Linked DNA regions of Mus musculus: region 2 is linked to region 1. The links are chromatin contacts, called in public HiChIP or PLAC-seq maps. All regions are on one chromosome and are shown on one strand. Each heading gives the region's core, a stretch centred on a gene start, on an enhancer-like site or on the middle of the called end of the contact. The rest is flanking DNA. Distances are from core to core; before and after follow the strand shown. Region 1 has its middle 64 kb from the start of Gm12519. Region 2 overlaps Gm34687 (a long non-coding RNA gene).

The links. HiChIP or PLAC-seq counts read pairs in DNA pulled down with a chosen protein or histone mark.
Region 2: a FOXA1 HiChIP or PLAC-seq map of pancreatic cancer cells shows a contact between it and region 1. The contact joins two enhancer-like sites. A contact is called at or near these places in 2 of 115 datasets of contacts at active chromatin or transcription factors (fibro-adipogenic progenitors and pancreatic cancer cells).

What each region holds. Positions count from the first base shown.
Region 1 is chr4:56,061,972-56,067,857 of GRCm38.p6, reverse strand. No RefSeq gene overlaps it. Among named protein-coding and RNA genes, the nearest start is that of Gm12519, 64 kb to the right of the region's middle. Within about 2 kb of position 1,442, at least 4 of the 459 cell types and tissues checked have an H3K27ac peak or open chromatin away from gene starts, as enhancers often do. A contact at or near this core is called in pancreatic cancer cells, where this site is marked.
Region 2 is chr4:56,636,326-56,641,812 of GRCm38.p6, reverse strand. The region is part of intron 6 of Gm34687 (a long non-coding RNA gene); the gene reads left to right. Among named protein-coding and RNA genes, the nearest start is that of Gm26144, 40 kb to the left of the region's middle. Within about 2 kb of position 2,527, at least 47 of the 459 cell types and tissues checked have an H3K27ac peak or open chromatin away from gene starts, as enhancers often do. A contact at or near this core is called in pancreatic cancer cells, where this site is marked.

The DNA of each region.
Region 1 (5,886 bases), core at 193-2,692:
CTGTAAAGTTCATTGTTCTCATGTAGAAAGTATATATGCCATGGAACTGTTAAGATTAATAAAATACACAGTAAGCTATTATTCAAACCAGAAAATAAAATGGAGTGCTCTGCAGATGGCTGTCCCCAGTATTGCTGGCTTGGTCTTCAGCAGGATATGAATTTCAATAGCCATATTTATTTAGGGACAATTGTCTTGGAGTGATTGTTAAATCTTGCCTGGCAAACTATGTTCTTTACGTTCAAAACTTGATTATCCAGTCTTGAGTCCATAAAATAGATTTAATACATTTGAGGAAAAACTTGATGCTAAGGCACAAAAACCCCTCATTGTACCTTAGTATGTGAAGTATTGCACTGCATCCAAAACCCTCTCCTGAGAGCTTGCCCGCTGGTATTGACAGTCTTGTTTGATCTTTTCCTCTTGCATCAGGGTTGAAAAATCAGATAGATTATCCAAAGTTTAACAACCATTCCAAAACAATTGTTTATAGACTCTTCTGACCATCTACAAACATGGTCAAAGTGATCACATGTCTCTTCGGAGACTAAGTCACAACAGGTTTATGACTTTCATCTTGGGCACCTCTCTCTCTCTCTCTCTGTTCCTCTCCTTTTGACTCAGAAAAGGTAACTACCATTTTATGGCAGATTTGCTTGAGAAGGAGCTAAGAGTCATTATCAGCAGTGGTATAAAGAGCTTACAAATGAACCTGCAGCCTCAGTCAAACCTTCTGAATGCAACCCAGCGAGACAACTTGACCACTGCCTGCCCCCACTCTGAGCTGAACAGCCAGATCCATGCAACAGCTATCTGAATTCAGAAACCATATGAGTTCATAAGTGTGTGTGTTGTCTTTAGCTATTCAATTTCAAGGTGATTTGCTGTGTAACAGACAATAGCAATGATAGGGAATGTGATCTTTGCTTCTTTTATATGTGAGAAAAATATAAAGCCAGGTACTTCTGTCTATGAAACAAGCAAGCTATCCTAAACAGGGGAAAAAAACCAACATATTGTTTTCAGATAGGAATTTTCGGTTTATTTTAATGGATCACAGAACAAAGTTTTATAAGAATGAGTAATACAAAGTGAATGTGTAGCAGGAGCCAAAAGATAGATGTTTTCAATACAAGTTTCTTTTCTTTCTATCATCTGAATGTTAGATTCTGGAAATAAAGCTGAATATATTAAGTGTAGTTCTTACTCTTAAATACCTTATAGTCTGCTGTGAAAAATAACTGAAATACCCTTATTGGATGATGACTGAACACTCTAGAATTTATCAGAACTCTGTAAAAATCCAATACTTAGCATTCAAGTGATCTTGGGCAATTGATTGGTCATAGAGACCAGCACTGAGGCCTTCACTAAGCCCTTCATGTCTATCTTCTCCCCCAGTCTTACCACACGCTAAGCTCTTTACCCATGTTACCCCATTTAATCCCCAGAACAGTCCTATGACTAAGCACTATTACCTCACTTTTATGGATTAGTACCTATCTCATTGTGTTGCTAAGAGAACTAATATATTTAATCCAAACAAAAAGCTTGGCCTGGCCAACAGCTTGTAGTAAATGCTAAGTAAATGAGTGCACCTGGGGGCAGGTACCTGCTATGGAGTCAGACCCTCAGAGAAGGGACATGTGTGAAAGTTGTTGGAAAAGGATGTGTGAAGCTGTAAGGGGGTTTAGAATGGAAAGTGGGAAAGACAAAACGATAAACTAAGGGTATGTTCGTGTGGAGAGAATTCCTGTGCTCACAGAAGGCTCCAATTCACTGGAGCCTTGTCTAGCATATCTTAGAAATGCGGTAGGCACTAGGGTAAAGAAGGTAAACTATGTATTTACCAGTTCTTTTGCTTTGTTGATTGAGCTGCTCAGCTTTTCAATGTTTCCAGCCTGCCCTTAGTAAAATCAGATAAGTCTGGAGATCAAAGCCAAGGTGTAGAAATCCTAAGTACAGGAAGTGTCTTCATAGCACATTTACCAGGGGATCCAGAGAGCTTCAATTATAAGAAATTATTAATATCCCCACTGCCAATAACAAGTCAATCATATCACAGGATGCTTAGAAGAGTGGTAAAGGAAATTTATGGTTTGATTTTGAAATGTCATCCACAAGATCTTGTGTTTGAACACTGGGTCTGCTCCTAGTGACATTGTTTTAAGAAGTTGTAGGACCTTTGGGTATGAGGCTAAGCTAGTGGGGATGTTTCACAAGGAGTCAGTCCTTGAAGGTTGTAGTTACCTTGGTTACCAGTATCTCTTTACTTCCTGTCTACTGTCATAGGAAGGTGCAGCAGCTAACACATTCCCATCAACACACTCAAAAGCCTCTCTGTCATATTAGAACTGTGGTCAAAATAAACATCTCCTACCCTATGCCTTGTTTATGTCAGCTGTTTCATCACAGTGATGGAAAGAGTAATTAACATAAAATAGGGAATACATTGACACAGAGCAGAAAAAAAAAGTCATCTCCAATCATGGGTAGGGAAGATCAGAATGGGTTCCTTACAGATGTGATGGCCAAAAAGAAGAGAATAACAGATTGGGGAAAAAAGGTCAGAGGAGTACTACATGAAGAAGGAAGCCTATATGAAAAGCCACACCAAGAAACAGGAACAAAGGCCTGTACAATGAAAGACATCTTGGTGGTTGGTCTGAACTTGGAGTTAAAAGAGCCATGAGAGAAACGTTTCAGAAAGCCACCACGGGTCGTGTTGCTCAGATCTAGTCAGACCTGGGCTTTGTCCTGAGAAGAATGGGGTCTACATAGGTTTATGTTCTTCCATTTGCACAGGTCCCCATGAGGAAAGGGAATTAGGGGAAAGGAAGAGAGAGAAAGTAGCTGCCATGATTCAGATACGAGCCCACATGACTTGGCCAAACTGGGGACAATGAAGCTTAATAACAAACATACATCTCTGTGTTGGGGGTTAGGAATCCAGGAAGAGCTTATGTGGAGGCTATGACTCAGGGTTTCTCAGGGAGTCTACAACAGCTGCCTCTGAAGGCTTGCCCGGCTATTGGCAGGAGGGCTTCATTCAGTGCCATGTAGAACTCTCCCTACTGCCACCCAATGCTCATCTGACATCACATCTGGCTTCCTCCATATGACCAATCCCACAGAGGGTCAGCAAGAAAGAAGCCAGTTTGTTTTTCATGACCTAGACTCAAAAGTCACACTCCGTCGTTTCTGAAATAGCTTACTCATGGTCCAGGCCTGCTGGCCTGCTCTGTCTAATATTGGGGGTGTCTGTACAAGGATGTGAAATCCACAGACTGGGATCATTCAGAGATGCCTAGAAGGCTAGCTATGAGTCTGACCCTAACCCTTGATGGTTCCCATCCCTTACACATGCAAAATACACTCATACTTCTCCAAGGCTCCCAAATGTCTTATTCTAGTCAGTCAAAGTGAATTCCAGAATCTTGTCATCAGTATCAAATTTAGGTGTTAGTGTTACTGAGTGGGTGTCCATTAGTGTAGTCAATTGAACACTGATTCACTCAACCTCAATCTCTGTTAAGGCAAATGATTCACGGCTCTCAATTCCCCAAACACAATGATGAGAGAAGCACACAGTAACTAATCTAAATATTCTTATGCAAATGGTTGTCACCCAAACCATTCTGAAATCCAAAGGAAAAAAATTAGAATTTCTTTCATTAGTGTTCAACTTTGCTCATGTCAAGGAGTGATGCCCCATGGTTCTCAGAGGCGACCTGCTAGTCCCTTGCTCTGGACAGGAAGCACAACAAACAAAAAGCAGCTCTCTGCCAATGCAGCCTAGCATCACTCACACAGATTCATAAAGTGTACACCCAAATGTGGAGGAAGCAGGAGAGAGACAAGTCTGCAGTGGAAATGGCAATGTCTACAGAGGTAGGAAGAGCTGAAGGACTTTCCATCTAAGGAAAAGGAGGGTCTTTGAAAGTGTGAGAGTAGTTGATAGTTTCAACTCCTTTTGAGAATCCAAATTAAAAATGCCTTGGAAGTGATTAAAGTCTAGATTTCCAAGAAATGGATCCACAGGAACCAAGGAGTGATGCCAGTGGTATAGAAAGATCAGATTCTGATGGACTGAGAAATCATCAGGAGGGAGAGAGTGAACAAGGCTGCCTGTGTGGAGTTCAAGAAAAACAGGAGGAGCAGTGAGAACTTTCCTGAAAACTAAGAGGTGGGTCATTTACATTTAAGAATGGAAGAAGTGAGAGTTGGGAAGGTGACTTGGTGGGGGCAGGGGTGTAAAGGCATAAAGGTTTGTGGTGAGAGAACTCGTAAAACCAGAGAAGAGCACCAACTCCACAAAGTTATCCTCTACACACACATCGTGGCACAGGCACGGTAGCATATATGGGGTGCCACTTGCACCCACATAGAAAATGTGCATGCACATGCATGCACACAACACACAATAATAATAACATTTAAAATGGAAAAAAGAATGAACAACTTAACAATAAATGGGAAAAAAAGAGAGATGTGGTTCCAAGACCAAGACAAGACAAGATCCAGAGTCAGGGCAAGGATGGCACTTGAGTTGACAGAAGAGGAGGATGATGACATATTCCCTGAAGGACCTGGTGGAGAAGAGGGCTGAGGACAGCTTATTGTGTTCTCCACAGCTGCAGAGATTCTGGGATGCTGCAGAGTCCATGGGAAGAGAATGAAGGTTAGAGATAAGGTTAGCATGGTATCTTTACACCTTATACAGCAGAGTCACTCAGGGATATCAAACGCCCATTGGAAATCTCCTTTCAGACAGGATTGTTGACTGATTACATAAGAGAAAAGAAGGGTGATGGTGCTGTCCTTTTTCTAGCATATTGGAAGGCCTGTATGATGCTGAAGCCACAGATCTAAATAGAGACACATGTACCAATGGGCCCTAGAATTTATTTTGTGAAGCTTGCAATGTATTTAGAATTGCTGCTATGGTGATATAAAGGAGACCCTGTGAGTCTGAGGTTTCAAAGATGGAGTTGATTGACCCAAAGTCTTGTGTCATACCAAAGAAAATGCTGAGACTTTCAATAGCTATTCACATCAGCAAAAGATTGGTGATCAGCTTGAAAGTATGCCTCTCCTGCATTGAGCTGCATCTAGCCAAGGGACAAATATAGGCAAAACTGTCAGTTTATTGAGAATTATCTCATAACAGACAGGGCCCTAGCAGTGAAGAAGTGGGTCAGTGGCTAGGGATAGAATCATACACTCAACACTTTCTACCCAAGCATCAGATTTCTTAGGCAGAATTGCTGAGGATGCTCATATGGAGTGGCTGTTGTAAGATTATTATGTGTGCATGTGTATGTGCATGTGCATGTGTGTATGTGTGTGAATGTGTGTTTGTGTGTTGCCATATACTACTTTTAATATTATAGTCACATTTTTTAAAAATAGGAAAACTGATTCCCTGAGCGGAGGTGGAAATTGGCCAAATCTACTTGAGTGCTTAGAGGAAGAACCAGAGCATCCTTGCCTCCTGGCTTCCTGGCCTGTGTCCCTGCCTCTATGGAAATGAACAGAGGCATTCCCAGTCTTCATGTACCTGTGTGGGACTTGTTTCCAGGATGTGGTATCTGCCTGAGGAAATGCTGGGAACACTGTGATGCTAAAAGGTCATGGGTACTTCTATGAGTTTCCCACAAATAGCTAATGCTTTTAGCTCCATTCTGTACATGGGGAACGGAGACACCCCAGAGACTGACTAGATGCTCAGCAGCAGGATCAGAAGAGCTAGGTACAACTACAGTATGCTACATCCTAGAAAAATCAGCACCCAGAGACTACCTTCTAAACAGTGTGCATTTTGGGACAATTGTCTGTAATAAATTTCTCACTTCTTTGGTTTCTCTACTCATCCTTCCATCTATT
Region 2 (5,487 bases), core at 1,278-3,777, 570 kb before region 1:
CAGCACCCAGGAGACAGAGGCAGGAAGCCCACAAATCTAAGACCACCCTGGACTACACTCATGAGTTCTTGTCTCAAAAGTTTATCCACATACCCAAGGAAAAAAGAGGGATGGGGAAGCTATTGTCCTAGGAAAATATTCTCAATATTCAGGACTCAGAAAATAATCGAAATTCTTAATATGTAAAGAATTTTCATAAATCAAAAGAAAAAAGACAAATACCACAGCTGAACTGGTCCACGGCATAAATAAGCAAGTCACAGAACCACAAATAGATATCAAGATATAGATAGATATAGAGATTACCTCACCTAACACAGGAATCGCCTCACCCTAGTTATCTTGCTAGATTTGTTGGTGGTGTGGCTGTCATTTGAAAACCAAATTTGATTGCAATCCTTGCTGGTCCATAATCTTGGAATAGGAGTGGAGTATTCCAGGCAGTGGATCCCCAACCCGTGGAAATAACTAACTAGCAGAGGGTTTCTCCTGGGTTGGGCTCTTCTACTGCTTTATGTTGCTGTGAGACCTTTGTTAGCCTCTCACTTCTAATACCTTAGGATCTTAGCCATGTTCCTCTTGAGGAGACTGAAGCAGGGACAACTTGGGATGACGACTTAGGGGGCTGCATTCGGTGTCTTCCGTCAGAGGTTGTGAGAACAGGAAGAGCCACTCTCCTGTGCCGGGACCTCCCTCATGCGTCTAGGGTAGCACTAAGTGGACTCGATGGATTACACAAAGAAAACAAAAGAGACCATGTCCTTGGGAGGAGCACTTGGTGGAAGGATCTAGGGGGTGTTGGAGGGGCAGTGGATGGTAGTTATCAAAATACATGGTGCACAAACATGGAATTCTTCAAGAATAAGTAAATAGTGTTAAAAAGAACAGTGTTCATGACATGTAAAGTGGACAGGATTGGGAAGAGGAGAGGAATCCTTTGACATTTCCATGACGATGAAGACTTGTGATGTACCAGTTAGTCTACCAAAGACTTAACTGCATCATTTCATTCAGCATGCCCAGCTGCCCAGTAAGGAGGGAACTGGTCTTAATCTTTTTTCTCTTCTCTTCTTCTTTTCTCCCTCCTCCTTCTCCTTTCCCTCCCTCTCCCCTTCTCCTCCCCTCCTTTCTACTTACCTGTTAATGGTAAGTATTTCTGATTTGTTGAGAAATGGGGATCTGAACTCTTTGAGTTACTGTCTACTGCCCTGTACACCTTAAAATTCCTCTGCATCCTTTGCACACACCTGCCATCTTTTGGTCTGATTTCTTGTTCTTTCAGTGCCTTTAAGCTGCAGGACATTCATTTATCCTTTCCCCACTATACCTACACAAGAAACCTTTGAGGGTAGGCAGTGATAGGTCAGTAAGTGCTGTCTTTTGTAGAAGAAGCTTAGGTGCTCTGAAGTTCTGTGACTTGCCAGTTGTCACATCATGGGAAGGCAGAGCCATAGGATCTGTGTTCAGATTCCAAGATCAGATCTGACCATGTTTGACTGGCAGCAGGATCAGGTAGCCAAGGATGTCTATATTTTTAATTTACAAGTATAGAAAGATGTTAGGACTCCACAGATCAGTGGTTCTCAAGATGTGGGGGCCATTGGCATTAGTAGCCCCTGGGAACCTATAGGAGCGCAGGTTCTCAGGCCCCACCTCAGACCCTCTGAATCAGTCACTTCAGGGTGGGGCTCAGCCGCCTGTGTTTTAACAAGTCCTCAGTTAGCTCCAATGTATATTCACGTTTGAGAATTCCTGGCTTTGGTCAGCATGAGGCATACTTCCTGCTGTTCTTTATTCAATGTGACCTTGGCATCACGTGGCAGGAAGGCAGGGACACACCTGACACCCTTTTTATGATGATCTTTCACAGAGCTGAAGGATCACCCTGACAGCACAGGAGCTCAGTGCCCTGAAATGTCGCAACTGCATACACCATGCCTGAAATTAGTCAATGGGACCTGCGTCTTTCACCATAGGATCAAAGTCCAGGAATGCCTTCTTATGTTACCTTGGGTTTCCCCTAATTAAGCATCTTTTGTCTTCCCATAGGAGAATGGGAGATTATCCTGGACTTAAGTACAGGGAGAGCACATAGCATGCTTTTTTCACAGATAAAAATAACAAGCGGATGAATAGGTTTATCCACTTGAACGGCATGTTGCAGAGTCTGGTACTAGCTAGACAGGGAGTGGTGTTAAAATAGAGGACCTACACAATATGATATAGACAGTGACAGAATTATGCAAAAGAGGTAGTACTATAGAGGAGAGAATAGGAGTGTGTGTGTGTGTGTGTGTGTGTGTGTGTGCGCACACACATACATTGTAAGCTAGCATCTGTATATGAGGAAGAGCAAGTGACTGTTTAGGTTTTCACAAAGGAAGCCATTCATTCTTGGGCTGGATTTTAAGATCAAAGAGTTCAGCAGGGAGGAAAAAAAAGTGAGACACATGCCAGGCATACCAGAGAAATGTAAATACAACGAGGAGTCATGGAGTGGCTTGGCGTGGCGTGTTTGGTTTGGTACTGTGGATCCCTGAGTGTTTGAGGACAAGTGACCCGAGGCCAGCCAAGGAATCGGGAGGCCAGGTCATGGCTGCGAAATTACCCAAGGAGTTTGTATTTGACCGCTATGCTACCGTGTCTGCAAGTGTTCCCACTGCAGACGACTGGACTCCGGGGGCTGGGTTAGGCTTTCTTTGAAGAACAGTAAAGTGAATGCCAAAAGCTCACGGGCATGATTTCTTCAAGGACCCAGGGAACATGGAAAAGAACGTAGAAACTTCTGGATTGTGCCTCTGTGCACAGGGAGGCTGTGTAGGCATGCCCCTCTTAGGGTGAAGTCCACATTCTTCCCATGGGTCTTTCCAAAGCCCATAAGTCAAGTTCTGCCCTCCTCTTTGGCTGGGAGGCAGCCTCAGCGGTCAGGTCTGTGCCATCCATGCTGCCTGCTGGCCCTCCCCACATAGTAATGTGACCCAGCCTAGACTGGCTGCTTTCCCAGCCGGACCTCATACTGTATTGTAACCACTGTATTTCCTCAGGTCTGCCCCTCTAGATTTAGAATCTTTAGATGGCTGGGTTTTGTCTTGTTATTTTTACCTCACTCACCTTTGTGTCGCTGTTTTAGAGTTCGAGTGTGTGAAGAATCGCAAAACATAGATGAAGAAATGAATAAAACCCACAATGACCATAGTGGCTGACATTTATACAGGGTTTTGGGATTCACTTATACTATCTCATTCAGTCTTCATTTCAGCTCTGTGGTGGGTGATCAGTATCCCTGACTTATATGCAAGTGGGTAGAGGCCCAGAGAAGCTGTGTGATTTTTCCAAAGGAGCACAGCTGACTCCGGATGAGCGAGGGTGACCAGGCTTGTCCCTTTGTCCTTCTCAGTCTCATTCTCTTGTCCTTGCTGCCAGGTCCTTGGGAGTCATTTCACTGTGACTCATTTGTTCTCTCTATGGCTCCTTTTGGTGGAGGAACTTCCTGTGGCACCTACTTTCTTGTCCCAATTACCTTCATCATTCTTCCTTCTCTTCCCATGGTCCCTTGCTTCTCAACCTTGGCTCTTTCCTGCTTCTAGGATTCATTGATCAGCTTTAGGAAGCCCATGCACCATGAGTGTGTGAGTCCATCCATATTCACACAGCTCCTGTGACAATGAGAAGACACCAAAGGTCCAGAAGAAGGCAGTGGACAGGCTTCTGTGAAGGACAGGGAGAAGAGAGGCATTGCTTTGCCTAAGAACAGTGCTGCTGTAGGCTTGCAGAGGCATGCATCTGGCCTCTCTCCTCGATTCCCATGAACTGCCCAAGGGTATGGTTTGTAGGGAAAATATTAAACTGAGCACCCCCAAGAGAAAATGAAGTCATTGCTTGCCCAAGAATGATTTATTCCTTCATTAATAACATATTTGCTATCTTTTCCAATGATAAATTAGGTCCTTACTGCAGATGCTTTTGTTCCTAATGTGACTCCAAGGATGGGCTATGCATCTCCAGCAGGCCTTCACTCTTCCTCCTGGTCCAGCTCCCCTAATCGATCACTCAAACTCATCACTCACTAACATACCTTTGAACTTGATTCTTGGGTTGTCTCATTGTCACAGGATATGAGGCAGAACAACTAGAAAGGGTTGCTTTATGACTAGCAAGTTGGCTTTTGAAGGAGATACAGTATACAAAAGGAATTATGTGAGAAAAAAAAATCTAACACCTTTACTGAAATGGGGGGTGGGGAGGGAGGTCCAGATCTGTGTCTTGTAAAATGAAACCTGAGGCCACCAGGAAGCCTCACACAACTAGAATCCTGCCTGTGGCAGATGCACTGAAAGCTGAACCACAATAGGAAAGCAAGGAAAAGAACAGTTATTGAAACCCTACAAAGATGCAGGTTTTTCCATGCCTAGCCTTGTTACACCAGCCTCCTGGGTTAGGTTACCCTCTCCACTGGTGTTTGGAGTTGGAGGTGATGCTTCCAACTCCGGTTCCCCAAACACCACTTTCCCCTGGGCACAGTTTGTTGATTCAAAAATCATGAGAAAAGCCATTTGTTCTGAGTGGTCTGATAGAGTGCTCTAGCACGGAGTTGGAGCCAGCATCCTAGGGATGCTTTAACGAATAATACTGGGAGCTGTTTGAGGTGGCTCAGTGGCTAAGGGTACTTGTTGCTTTTCCAGAAAAGTAGAGGTCAGTTTCTCATGTCCAGAATGGGTGGCTCAAACCGTCTGTAACTCTAGCTCTAGAGGATCTGACACCCTCTTCTGGCCTCTCTGAGCACCCATACCTATGTATGTAATTTCTCTCTCTCTCTCTCTCTCTCTCTCTCTCTCTCTCTCTCTCTCTCTCTCTCTCTCTCTCTCTCTCTCTCTGCCACCCACACACCCACATCATATATATCTTTAAAATTAGTAAATTAGTATTGACTTGAGTAGACATCTTAAAATGAATATTGATTGACTGGCTATTTAGTTATTGATTTCATTGCAACCTTTAATCCTCTTCAGATTTTTTCTGTGCTAGAAGAGTAGGAGCCTGGATTTTTCTTAAAAAAAAAAAAACCTGTTCTATCTTTCATCTAAGAGAAACAATCTTCCACTGAAATATATTATATTGCCATTAGAAATCAAGGGTCTGAAGTGGCTCTTTTTTTTTTTTTTGTCTGTGTGAATCTTCCGAATGGCTTCCTCACAGAACTGGCATTCTTCCTGCACTGGGCTTGGTTTTCCCCACTGCTAAGCACAGAGGTCTGGCACTGGATGGGCATGCTCACCACAGTGTTGTGATTTTCATTGTTCAGGTTCCCCTGTAGCTGGGTAGGACATGGGACTGGCCCTGCCCAATGGCTGGGTCAGAGGTGACACATATCAGTTCCATCTCAAGGCTTTTCATGTTGTTTACTCAATCTCCTCTCCCCTCCTCTCCCCTCTTCTCCTTTCCCCTCCCTCCCCTTCCCTCCCCTTTCCTCTTCCCCCTTTCCCTCCC